2 separate regions of the Mus musculus genome follow, and region 2 is linked to region 1. A link is a contact called in public HiChIP or PLAC-seq data. All regions are on one chromosome and are shown on one strand. The core of a region is the stretch at or near the end of the contact, and the rest is flanking DNA. Distances in the headings are between cores, read along the strand shown.

What was found. HiChIP or PLAC-seq counts read pairs in DNA pulled down with a chosen protein or histone mark.
Region 2: an H3K4me3 HiChIP or PLAC-seq map of the 230-238 cell line shows a contact between it and region 1, with 18 read pairs. The contact joins two enhancer-like sites. A contact is called at or near these places in 3 of 484 Hi-C or Micro-C datasets (bone marrow-derived macrophages, dorsal root ganglion neurons and large pre-B cells) and 1 of 115 datasets of contacts at active chromatin or transcription factors (the 230-238 cell line).

Annotation. Positions count from the first base shown.
Region 1 is chr13:54,320,785-54,326,480 of GRCm38.p6, reverse strand. The region is part of intron 2 of LOC115488208 (a long non-coding RNA gene); the gene reads left to right. It also overlaps a transcript of Cplx2 not described here. Among named protein-coding and RNA genes, the nearest start is that of Gm52068, 10 kb to the left of the region's middle. Within about 2 kb of position 3,615, at least 76 of the 459 cell types and tissues checked have an H3K27ac peak or open chromatin away from gene starts, as enhancers often do. A contact at or near this core is called in the 230-238 cell line, where this site is marked.
Region 2 is chr13:54,422,732-54,428,427 of GRCm38.p6, reverse strand. No RefSeq gene overlaps it. Among named protein-coding and RNA genes, the nearest start is that of Thoc3, 43 kb to the left of the region's middle. Within about 2 kb of position 3,002, at least 83 of the 459 cell types and tissues checked have an H3K27ac peak or open chromatin away from gene starts, as enhancers often do. A contact at or near this core is called in the 230-238 cell line, where this site is marked.

The sequences.
Region 1 (5,696 bases), core at 2,366-4,865:
GCTAGGCAAGCTGACTACCGATTTTGTCTTATTTCTTCACTTTGAGTTAGAGTAATTTCACCTTGTGGCTTACCTCTTGCTGATCAAAGCCCTGACTGGCAGTTAAGTGCCTTTGATTAATAAAAAATGGGGGAAATGAATTAATCATGATTTCAATTCGGCGTGTTTGGGGAACATACTCTTTAAAAAAAGCCAAATCTGCTAGGGCCAGGAGGGGAAACACTGTGTGTCTTTTGGGGTGAGAGAGTGGGACCAGGAGTATATGTCTGTGGAGTGTCCGGTTGTGGACGGAGGACCCGTGCAACAGAAGGCAGCCCGGTGCCACTGCTTGGACAGGAGGCTTGGTCCCTTTAAGGCTCCTCTCTCTATCTGGAGCCCCAGGCCTGTGCGGAGGAGGACATGCATTATTGAAAGCGCATTTCAATACCTATTCTCCCCCTCCTCCTGTGGGTGGCAATCACAGTTTACATAATCTGTCTCTCTGTCCTCCTAGGCAGCTGCTCCCTTCTGCCTGAGTGGTTGAGGAGGGGAGGGAGGAGAGGGGAGAGCTATTAACTCTATGCTGCCACCTCAAGTCTCAGCCAAGGTGTCTTGTATCGAGGGGTGACAGCAGATCTTGACCCTACACAGTCCCAGGCTCAATAGTTCCAAGTGACTTCCATGTACACTTGGTCCCACTCCCATGATCTTGAGTGATTGGATGGCTCCCATCCTAGTATCCTTGTAAATAGAGCTACCTCTCTGTCTGGGGTACAGGACCATGCCCCCATCAGGACCATATCCCTATCAGGATCGTATCCCCATCAGGACCATGTCCCCATCAGGACCATATCCCCATAAGGACCATGCCCCCATAAGGGTCATATCCCCATAAGGGTCATATCCCCATCAGGACCATATCCCCATCAGAACCATGTCCCTATCAGGACCATATCCCCATCAGGATCGTATCCCCACCAGGACCATATCCCCATAAGGACCGTATCCCCATAAGGGCCATATTCCCATAAGGACCATGCCCCCATCAGGACCATGTCCCCATCTCTAGGTCCCTCTTCACCTAGTATGACTCATCCATCTCTAGGTCCCTCTACAACCTGCTTGTGTGGCAGCGGTTGACTACCTTGTAGTTCAAGTTCAGCAAACTCCAAACAGCCCTTATCGGCTTTCTCCTGAAGCATTGCTCCTGCATTTGTCCTGGCTCTGTCTTTTCTCTTCCTGTCACTCAGGAAGCCATCGGCTATACATCCATTCACTACTGAGGCACTCAGCCATCCATCATCCTTACTACCGTTCCTTTATCCACCTTTGTATCCATCCATCTAACCATCTTCCATCTGTCCGTCTATCCACTCACTATTTACTAAGAGTCTAGCATTTGTCAATATTGAGAGCACAGTGACAGACAACAGATGCTAGATCTGTCCCTCTCTATTCTTAAAACCCTGTGAAGACAGCATGCAGGTGAGTAGACTATTGGACTAAGCAGGAGAGTGTGGGAGAGGGTGAAGCACTGCAGAGGCAGAGGAGAGGCACCCTGGCACTCGGGAACCTTGGTGGATAGTGAACACTTGTTTTGAGACAGGGTTTCTATGGGTAGCCCTGGCTGTCCTGGAACTTACTCTGTAGACCAGGCTGGCTTTGAACTCACAGATCCATCTGCCTGCCTTTGCCTCCTGAGTGCTGGGATTTAAGGTGTGCGCTACCAACAGCCCTGCTTGAGTGCCTGTTTGAGGTGATGATACCCAAGCAGACCCCTGATTGCGAAGGAGGGAACCCAATTCTCTCCTCAGGGTCCCTTGGCTCTACTTCCTGTGACTTTCCCTTCCTTCTCTTCTTCTACCTGGTCTTATTTGGCCTGGGTTGGAAGATCACATTATCACCAGCCTTGGGGGACAGAGTGTGACCAGGACCTGGCTGTGGGAATGGGGTTAGGGCTTAGTCTGCTGGCGTTCAATCCAGAATACCACTGGCCCTGTGGGAAGCAGGCTGCCCATTTCCACTCAGGTTCCTGGCTGGTACAAAGGGGGTTTAGACAGCTGGCCAAAGAGTGAGGAGCACAAGTAGAGACCAGATGGAGACAGGAGGGCAGACCCGTGTGTTCCCAGCAATGGCAGACTGCCTTCCCTTTAAGCCTTTTGTAGTTGTGCTCTGTCTGTCATTTGCAGTCAAAGGAGCTCTCATTAACAGCAAAGATCCTCAGCAACAGCAGGACACATTTCCACATCCTTTGTCTTATTTGATTTCACAACAGCCCCAGGAGGCTGTTTATAGGTGCTGAGACACAGGCTTAGACAGTCCAGTCAGCAGATCTAGACTGGGGGGTCTTTAAATCCTATTCCTTACAGCCCCTGATGGTGAATACTGAGAGGAAGCAGAAAGGATGTCAGACAAAGACTTAGGTTTGAGAGGAAAGGATGGGTCAAAGGGAACCAAAGACAGCTCGGAAGGAAGCCCTGGTCTTTGAAAGAACTTCTGTGGGTGGAAGCGAGCCGAGTTTATAAGGGAGTGAGTCAGAAGCAGAGAACTATAGACAGGGAGGGGAGGTAACAACATTGAGGTTCGCTACATTCTAGCCAAATGAGTTGAGGACCGAGCAACTGGTGTCCCAGAGGGGGCCCTACTCTCCACAGCCAGCCTGTATTTTATTGCTTGACCATATTTCAAGATCTGACCTTCTCCAGCAAGCATCCCCTGAGTCCAGTCTCCTTCCTGGAGACTCCCCAGTCCTCCTCCTGGGTCCCCTTTGTCACGCTGGTCACATTGGTCCCTTTGGTTCACCTAGTATGACTCATCTGCCCCTGAGGAAGTCTACGCCTTGCTTGGCTCTGATTAGACCCAAGCTCCTAACCCCATGTCTGGCACCCAGGCGGGGCTGAAGGTATATTTTTAAAAAACGGTTTATTTGAAGGAAATGAATTCCAGATAAGGCATAAAGTCAGGATATGAGTCTGACAGAGGACAGAGTAGGGAAAAGCAATCAACACAGACAGAGACCAAGCCAGCGAGGAATATAGACAGGGGAGGTGGAGGTCTGAGGAGAGACCTAGAGTGCGGCTGAGGGGGTAGCTCAGAGCCCATTGGACTTGTACGGCTCGTCTGGCCTTGGTTCTTGGAAAGTTCTTCATCCTATTTTGTGGGAGTACCATCTGGAAAAGATCCAGTTTGCCTAGAATCTTGTAGAACCGGGAAGAATAATCCTAAAGGATGGGTGTGGAGAAGTCAGTGTAACAAGAGTTCTTGCAGTTCCTATTCCTGCCGCTGGGGGCATGAGATGCAAGACAGGTAAAAGGATGACGCAACCACCAAAGGTGGGAAAGGGCCCCAGCCCAGAGCAGCCTGATCTCTTGGCACCGCTGCATCCTGGGCCTTTCCCAGAGAGTCTGTGGTGTGTGTGACCCTATCTTTCAGTAACTGCGTTTGGATTCTAACTCGGGAAAGGACCCACCTTCACAGGCTGCTGGTCTGCAAATTCTCCCCCTCTGCTCTGGAACCAGATGGCTGACCGACAATCCCTGTCTACCGCAGCTTTTGTCTTTATCCTCTATGGTCCTGAGTACCGTCCAAAGTAATCCTATTTATTCTGTCCATCTGCTTGTTTATTGTCTGTCTCTCCCACTGTGAGAGACTCAATGGCAGGGACTCTGTGGGTCTTTCAGTGTCTAGCCCGGCACCTGGAGATGCTCACAGAATGGCTAGGCAAATTAGTGAATGGGAGGACGGGTGGATGGGTGGGGCGGGGATTGGATGTGCTTGGAGGTGGAGTTGATGAAGCATTTCACCGAGTAGGGCTCCAAAAATAAAGGCATCCGAGCTGTGAGACGAGAACCCTTGAGAAGAGAAAAGGCCCTTCCTTCTAGGGCTAATTGCTTGCTCTGAGCTGAAGTACAGCAGCTGCTGGGAGACCAGACACAGGGAGGTCCCTAGGGAGGAATGCAAACCCAACCCCCGGGACACCTGCTCTCTGGCAGAGAGGAAACCCGCTAGGGGCTGGCTGTCGGCTGTAAAGGCAAAGGCATTCTAATGTCACTACTTAGAGATGAGGGAGCCCCAGCACTGGATTGGGCAGGATGAGGGGCACCGGTCCTAGAACTTGTGGAGGAACATGAGCGACTGTGTGCCAAGAATCCCCAGGGGGTACTGCTGGACACTTCTTTCGTTTTGTTTGTTTGTTTCTTTTTTGAGACAGTGTTTCTCTGTGTAGCCCTGGCTGTCCTGGAACTCACTCTGTAGACCAGGCTGGCCTGGAACTCAGAAATCCGCCTGCCTCTGCCTCCCAAGTGCTGGGGTTAAAGGCGTGGGCCACCACTGCCTGGCTTGGACCTTCTTTTGTTTGCTTGTTTGTGTGTTAAGTCCATCTCCCCCTCATCCCCCACCAGCCTTCTCACCACAGCTCAGAGGAAGACTACCAAAGCAGATAAAGAACCCGGAGCCCAGGGAGCTAAAGGGATAAGCCAAGGTTCAGTTGTACAACTGTAGCCTAGACGGGACTTGATCCACTTGATCTAAATGGATAGGCACCCAACATGACACCAGGGTGGGCTGCTCATCTCTGCCAGGATTTTCGGTGTGAGGGGAGCCAAGAAGGGAGAGCAAATAGGTAAAATTACTGTCCAGCAAAATAGGGGTGATGATGTTTTTGGAATCATTCTTTGTTCTTCTTTCTCTCTTCTAATTCTTCCTGGGCCTGCCTGTTTTCATCTGAGATTGGCATAAAAATGGACACAAGGCCCCCACACATAGACTCCATTCCCATCTCCAACTGTATTGGCAAATCACCCCTACCTGTGAGATGCTGATAACAATTCTGAACCCTTAAGGCAGAGCAAGAATTCACGGAGGAAGTGGGTGCAATGTACCAACAGCCTAAGTGATGCTGAGTGAATTGGCCATAGACCCAGGCCACTCCACCTGAGACGAAATGTGGATCTTGCCCTCGTCCCGCCAGGGGCTTGAACCCTTCATGAAAGAGGGCAGAGGAATATAATCTAGCAATGAGAAAGAATCTTAGCTCTAATAGTGAGCGAATGAAGTCAGAGGCTTGAGTTCAATTTTGGCGTGACTTCACTGATATGAAATTCGAAACCAAATCAAGTGCTCCTAGGAGGTTAGCCGTTGAGGCGGTGGTTCCTTTCGTGGGGCAGGTAGGGGCTGTGAAGTGGAGAAATGGGGCTGTCTGTGGTAGCGTCCCTTCCTGGTTTGAGTGGGTTGTATCGGTACAGTCCGGTGTGGAACTCCATGGAACGCTTTGCGAATGCAGGAGAGCAGTTGAACTAGCTTCCTGTGTGGAAGGCGTGGTTCCCAAGGAGGCGTGGCTTAAAGACCGGGTTTTGAGAGGGAACAGGCTCATGAGAACTCTGTCTATACCAGCGGAGTAAGTCACTGATGGTTTAGAGCTGGAGGACAAGTCTCCCGAGGTATATCCTGTAAGAGTCTGTCCATTTCCTCTGTCCCTGCTTTCTGGCTGACCGGTGGCAAGCAGTTCTTCCTCTGTCTACTCTGCCATGGCGTTACTCCTGCATCAAGTCTAACAGCCACAGAGCCAATCACCCACGGAACGAAACTTCGGAAACCTTGATTTAAAATAAATCTTTCCTATTTTACAAAACAAATTCGTCTTAGCTTATATGTATGCGTGTTTGGTGTGCACATATGTGCAGTACACACGGAGGTCAGAAAAGGGCATTGTACACATC
Region 2 (5,696 bases), core at 1,753-4,252, 100 kb before region 1:
TGTGTCACTGTGGGGGTGGGCTTTGGAGGTCTCTTCTTATCTCCAGGCTCCACCCAGGGCAGAAGAGGGTCTCCTTCTGACTGCCTTCTGATCGGGATGTAGAACTCTTTCCTCTTCTAGCACCATGTCTGCCCTTCTCCCCGCCATGATGATAATAATGGATTGAACCTCTGAAATTGTAAGCTAGCCACAATGAACTGTTTTCTTCAGTCATGGTGTCTCTTCACAGCAATAAAACCCAAACTAAGACACCAACCTTATGGCAGAGGTACCAAAACTAGGGTGGTTTTTCTTCATCAGGTGGTTATATTTACCAAGGTCCCTGGCATGTGAATTGAGGCATGTGACAGATGATGAGGTCCAGATGGGGTGTGGGCAAGAGTGGATGTTCTTTCTTTCCTTCCCCAGGAGATAGGTCTTTATTGTGGTCGAATGAGAAATGATGTTGAGGGTGGAACTCAGGGTATCTGGTTGGGGGCTGGGGGGGGGGGGAACTCCCAAGAACAGTTCTCTGAGGTTGTACTGACTAGTGAGGAGCAAGAAGCCAGTCTTTGTTAAGATGCTGAGTTGTTGATGTTTGTATTATAGCCCTCTCTAGTTATTCCTGGCTAATACTAGGTTAAGCATATAAGATAAACATTTTAACAGAACAGAGCTTTCTGTTTGTCCTGTATTGGGTTCCTTTTATCATTTATCGAAATCTAAAGCATTCTTTTGCTTCTAGAAGGTTCCAGAATCAGCTACTGACTTTAAGTTGGACTTTATAGAAGGGAGGACTTCGGGTCCCAAGAGAGGCAATTTGCCTGGGGCTACTGAATGGCAGCAAAGCTAGACTCCAACTCTGATATCTATAGCTGGAGCCCTTTCTATTGTTGAATATTCCCATCACCCTTCTAGACACACGTGTTTCATGCAAGACTTGTCTTCACCTCTCAGCCCCACACCTGCCTATTTTGTACAATTTGTCACCCAGCTCGCAGTGATTATATTTGTGATGGTCATGTGACCCAGAATGATCACACTCCAGTGGGTCCCAGCATCTTTGCTGTATCTCCTGGGCTGTTGAATCAACGTGGCTCATTATTTTCAGGGGACTCTTCCAGCTCATCTAGATTAGAAATGGAGCCAGGCGTGGGAAGCAGAGCGGAAGATGCTGGCAGGCAGTGGGATGGAGTCAGTGTCTGAGTACCTGGATCCAGCCATGCCCAAAGCCAGAATCAGCAAGTTTCCTTTTGTGCTTTTGTTTTGTTGTTGTTTTGATTGACATTTTCAACACTTGAACCTGACTCATACACACCACTGACACTTTCTCATCAAAGGATAGGAGTCCCGGACTTTTGTTTGGCATTGTTTTCTCATGATACCAAGGAGGTTAGCTTGTGATCAAATGCTTCCAGTCTTGTGAGATTCAAGGCCGTGACTCCCTCAGGAACAGCCACACAGTAGCTCTATGCTGCCTTTAACCCTGACAGAGTCCAGATGCCCTTGGAGTCCTGACCACAACAGTCACCGAAAACTGAGTTGCTACTGAAGCATTGCTGAAATGGAAAGAAATATTTCTACAAACAAAACAAAACAAAACAAAACAACTGTGCCATGTGTGATGAACAAGCTCTCAGAAATAGGATGTACAGACAACGCACTAACAGATATTTAATGTCACTAAGACTACCAGGAAAACAGATGCTGTCACCAGTGGGTGCGGTAAAGGTTATCTGGGAGTGGGGAAACGTTCACGGGCTGCTGGAAATGGAAGAGTAATGTGGCCTTGCCTTTCAGAAAATAACTTGGTAGTGACCATTCAAGTGGAGAAGACATGTAAGCCTTCCTGCTTAGAACTTACACTATAAATAAATGTTGATGACTCTGCAAAGATGTTAAGTAGATGCAGAAGGGTAGGAACGTATTTGTAATAGCAAAAATACTGGTCACAATCACCCAGCGAAAGGGAACTGTTTTTATCAATCCCAAGACATCCAGACCAAGAATCAATTCCAGTTGCTAAAAAGAATGAGGCCACTCTGGATGTATAGGGACGGGAAGGTGTTGAGGGTGTACGACGCTATTAATGTGGAGACGAAAATAATATCTTCCCAAAGTTAAGATGAAGTTGGGAAGTAGGACTAGGGAGCCAGGGGACTTTAATTTCTGACTAATTAATTTTCTTCCAGGATGGAGAGATGGCTCACTGGCTAAGAGCAAGGGCTGCTCTGGTAGGCGAGTTCCACCGCCTGTAAAGTCAGTTCCAGGGGATCTGATGCCCTCTTCTGGTCTCTGCACGTGCCAGTACTCACTCATGTACCACCCCCCATTAAAAATTAAAATAAAAAACTTTACAATTTAATTTAAAATTTTTTTTATCTTACACATTTCACTTGAAAACTAGTATTAATAATCATGAAGTGAAAAAAATTTAAAGGCTCAAGGAGACGTGCCAGTTATCTGTAACCAACTGGTATGGAATTAATTTATTCCTAGTGTGTACTTATTGCCTTTAGGAGGAGGAGAAGGAGGAGGAGGGGAGGGAGGGAGGGAGGGAGGAGGAGGAAGAGGAGGAGGAGGAGGAGGAGGGGAGGGAGGGAGAGAGGAAGGGAGGAGGAGGAAGAGGAGGAAGAAGAGGAGGAGGAAGAGGAGGAGGAAAAGGAGGAGACAGAAGGCTGGAGGCCACTGGGGTCACCACTCTGTCTTTCTCAGAGTCATTCTTTGTACATGGGCTGGCATGAGGCTTCCTGAGCCCCGCTGAAGAATTTACAAAGCCATGGGGGGTACCCGACCCATGGATCTGGTTATGGTTCTCCTGGGTTTGGATCTTGAACTGGGGGGCTGGAGGGGCCTAGACGGTGAGGCACTGGGTCCCCCAGGACTGGCCCCTTCCTGCCAGCTCTCTTGAGCCAGGCCTGCCTGGCAGCTACTCAAACACTCATTAGGCAAGACAGATCTGTAGGCAAATATTTATCCCTGTGCAGCTGTGGGCTGCAGGTGCAGGGCAGAGTCCTGTTTACTTAGTGTGCAGCCAAGCAGGCTGCTGCCTGTTTGCTAAGTGCCCTCTCTGGCTCTGCTTAGAGGCCCACCTGGGAGCAGGCTGGGGTAGGAGAGTCAAGAAGCCAGAAGGTACTACCCTGGCAGGCAAGCCTTACAAAGGCCTCAGTGTCAGGTCCTGAGTGTGGATGGGGCTTATATGGTAAAGTGAGCTGTACTTCCTTCTTCTTTCTTGCAACGGGTCTCCCGAACTGTCTGCTAAGGTGGCTCACTGTCCCGTCTCTGGGATCTTTCTTGGGATTCAGCTTTCAAACTCACCAGGGTTTTCATGAACTCACTTCTACTGCAGAGTGATTGGGGCTACTATCAAGCACTGTTGTGACCCCAGATATTATCACATGGCAATAATGATGGTAACATCGGGTTGTTTTCTGGACTCCCTGCCAGTACCTAGGGATGATGGCTAGGGTCCTTCCATACTTTATTCTGTGATGCTAGGGATCAAGTCCAAGGCAAAGGCTCTCCTCCCGAGCTACAGTCCTCCCGGGCTCTCCATGCTTGCAATCATCTCCAGATCACTTACAGTGTCTAACCCAGGCTAACTGCTGTGTAAAAGTTTGACATACCAAGCAGTTCAGAGAACAAAACCAAACGTGACTGAATCTCTACATGTTCAATACAGTTTCTGAATGGGGGGAAACCAGGGATGTGAGGGGTGACCATGGTTTTTTTTATTTATTTTAATTTTTAATTAATTTATTTTTATTTTACGTGCATGAGTGTTTTGCCCATGTGCATGTTTGTGCACTGTAGGCATACTTGGTGCTCAAGGAGGCTGGGTGGCATGGTTGGATCCCCTGAAACTGGAGTTACAGTCTTGTGAGCTGCCGTGTGGGTGTTGGGAATCAAACGCGCTCTTAAGCGCTGAGGCATCTCTGCTGTCTCCACACTTGTTTTTCCACACTGAGGTGGTTCATGTTTATCTGGATGAGATAATAGATGCGTAGGATGGGGGGCTTTGCACACTGCTCACTTCCCAGCACTCCCCAGAGAGCCTAGGCAGCAGAAATCTGCCTAGGGTCCGCCTGAGCGAAGCCATTCAAAAGGCTTTGAATACTACACCAGTGAGGTGGGTTTTCTCTAGCCAGAGACAGGAAATGGTTGGGTAAGGAAGTGTAAATAATAGAAGCAAAGAGAACGATAAGCCAGATGCGCCCAAGTGAATGATATAAATTCTGCAAGCCTCTGCTTCATCGGCTCTTCCAGCCACACCCCTTCCCTGTCTCCCATCCCTCAGTCCGTTGGCTGCCTGCTCTCTGCTATTTCTTTAAAAAAATTTTTTTTTAAAGATGTATTTTTATTTCACACATGTGGGTATTTTGCCTGTGTGTATATCTGCACACCATTTGTGTGCATTGCCTGTTCAGGACAACAGGAGGCGGCATTGGATCTTGAAGAGCTGGATACAGACAGCTGTGAGCTACCGTGTGGGTGTTGGGAATCAAACCAGGGTCCTCTGGAAGAGCAACCATCACTCGTAACCACTGAGCCACCTCTCCAGTCCCCTTTGTTGTGTCTTGAACAACCTGGAAATGCTCCAGCCTCGGGTCTGCTCAGGCTGAGGTGTACAGCATCTCCACCCTCTCGGAGCTATGGGCTGAAGTCTAGTCTCCAAGGTGACGGTGCGAAGGGGGCGGGGCCTTTGGGAGGCAATAGGTTATAAGGATTGGTCCTCATCGACAGAAGGAGTGTCAACAATACTTGAACGCACCTTCCAGAGCTTGTGCTCTGTAACTCACTCCCTTCTACCCCCAGTGCAGTAGTACTGAGAGATGGGACATTTCAGAGGTGGGGGATGTGGGAAGCCGCCCCCACATTCGCCGTCACAAGATGGCGCTGACAGCTGTGTTCTAAGTGGTAAACAAATAATCTGCGCATGTGCCAAGGGTATTTCTCCACCCCATGTACTCTGCCTTTCTCGTGGCAACAACTCGGCCATGGGCTGCAGCCAATCAGGGAGTGATACGTCCTAGACGAAGGATAACTCTCCTAAATAGGGACGGGGTTTTCGCTTTCGTTTTTTGGGTTTGAGTTTTGCACTCTTGCTCCTGAAGATGTAAGCAATAAAGTTTTGCCGCAGAAGATTCTGGTTTGTTGCGTCTTTCCTGGCCGGTTGCGAGAACGCGTGTAAGAGTTGGTGCTGAAAACCCGGGACGAGAAGACCTGGGACGAGAAATCCTGGGACAAGAAAACTCGGGACGGGAGTTAACCATCACCGGCGCAAGGAAGATTCCTCATTCCGGAACCAGAACTGCGGGTCACGGTAATGAAGTGTTCCCGTAAAACAGACTGTTGAGAAGGATTCAACTGCGTGAATTCAGAACTCTTCAGCTGGGGAACGGTGGTAATGAAGTGTTCCCGTAAAACAGACTGTTGAGAAGGATTCAACTGCGTGAATTCAGAACTCTTCAGCTGGGGAACGGTGGTAATGAAGTGTTCCCGCAACACAGACTGTTGAGAAGGATTCAACTGCGTGAATTCAGAACTCTTCAGCTGGGGAACAGGGTACCCGTAAGTATAGCTTTACAAGGTAAGTCTGGCCTTGAACTTTCTAACGAAATTCAAGACAGTCTATCAGAAGTAAAGTGGGAAATAGCTTTACAAGGTAAGTCTGGCCTTGAACTTTCTAACGAAATTCAAGACAGTCTATCAGAAGT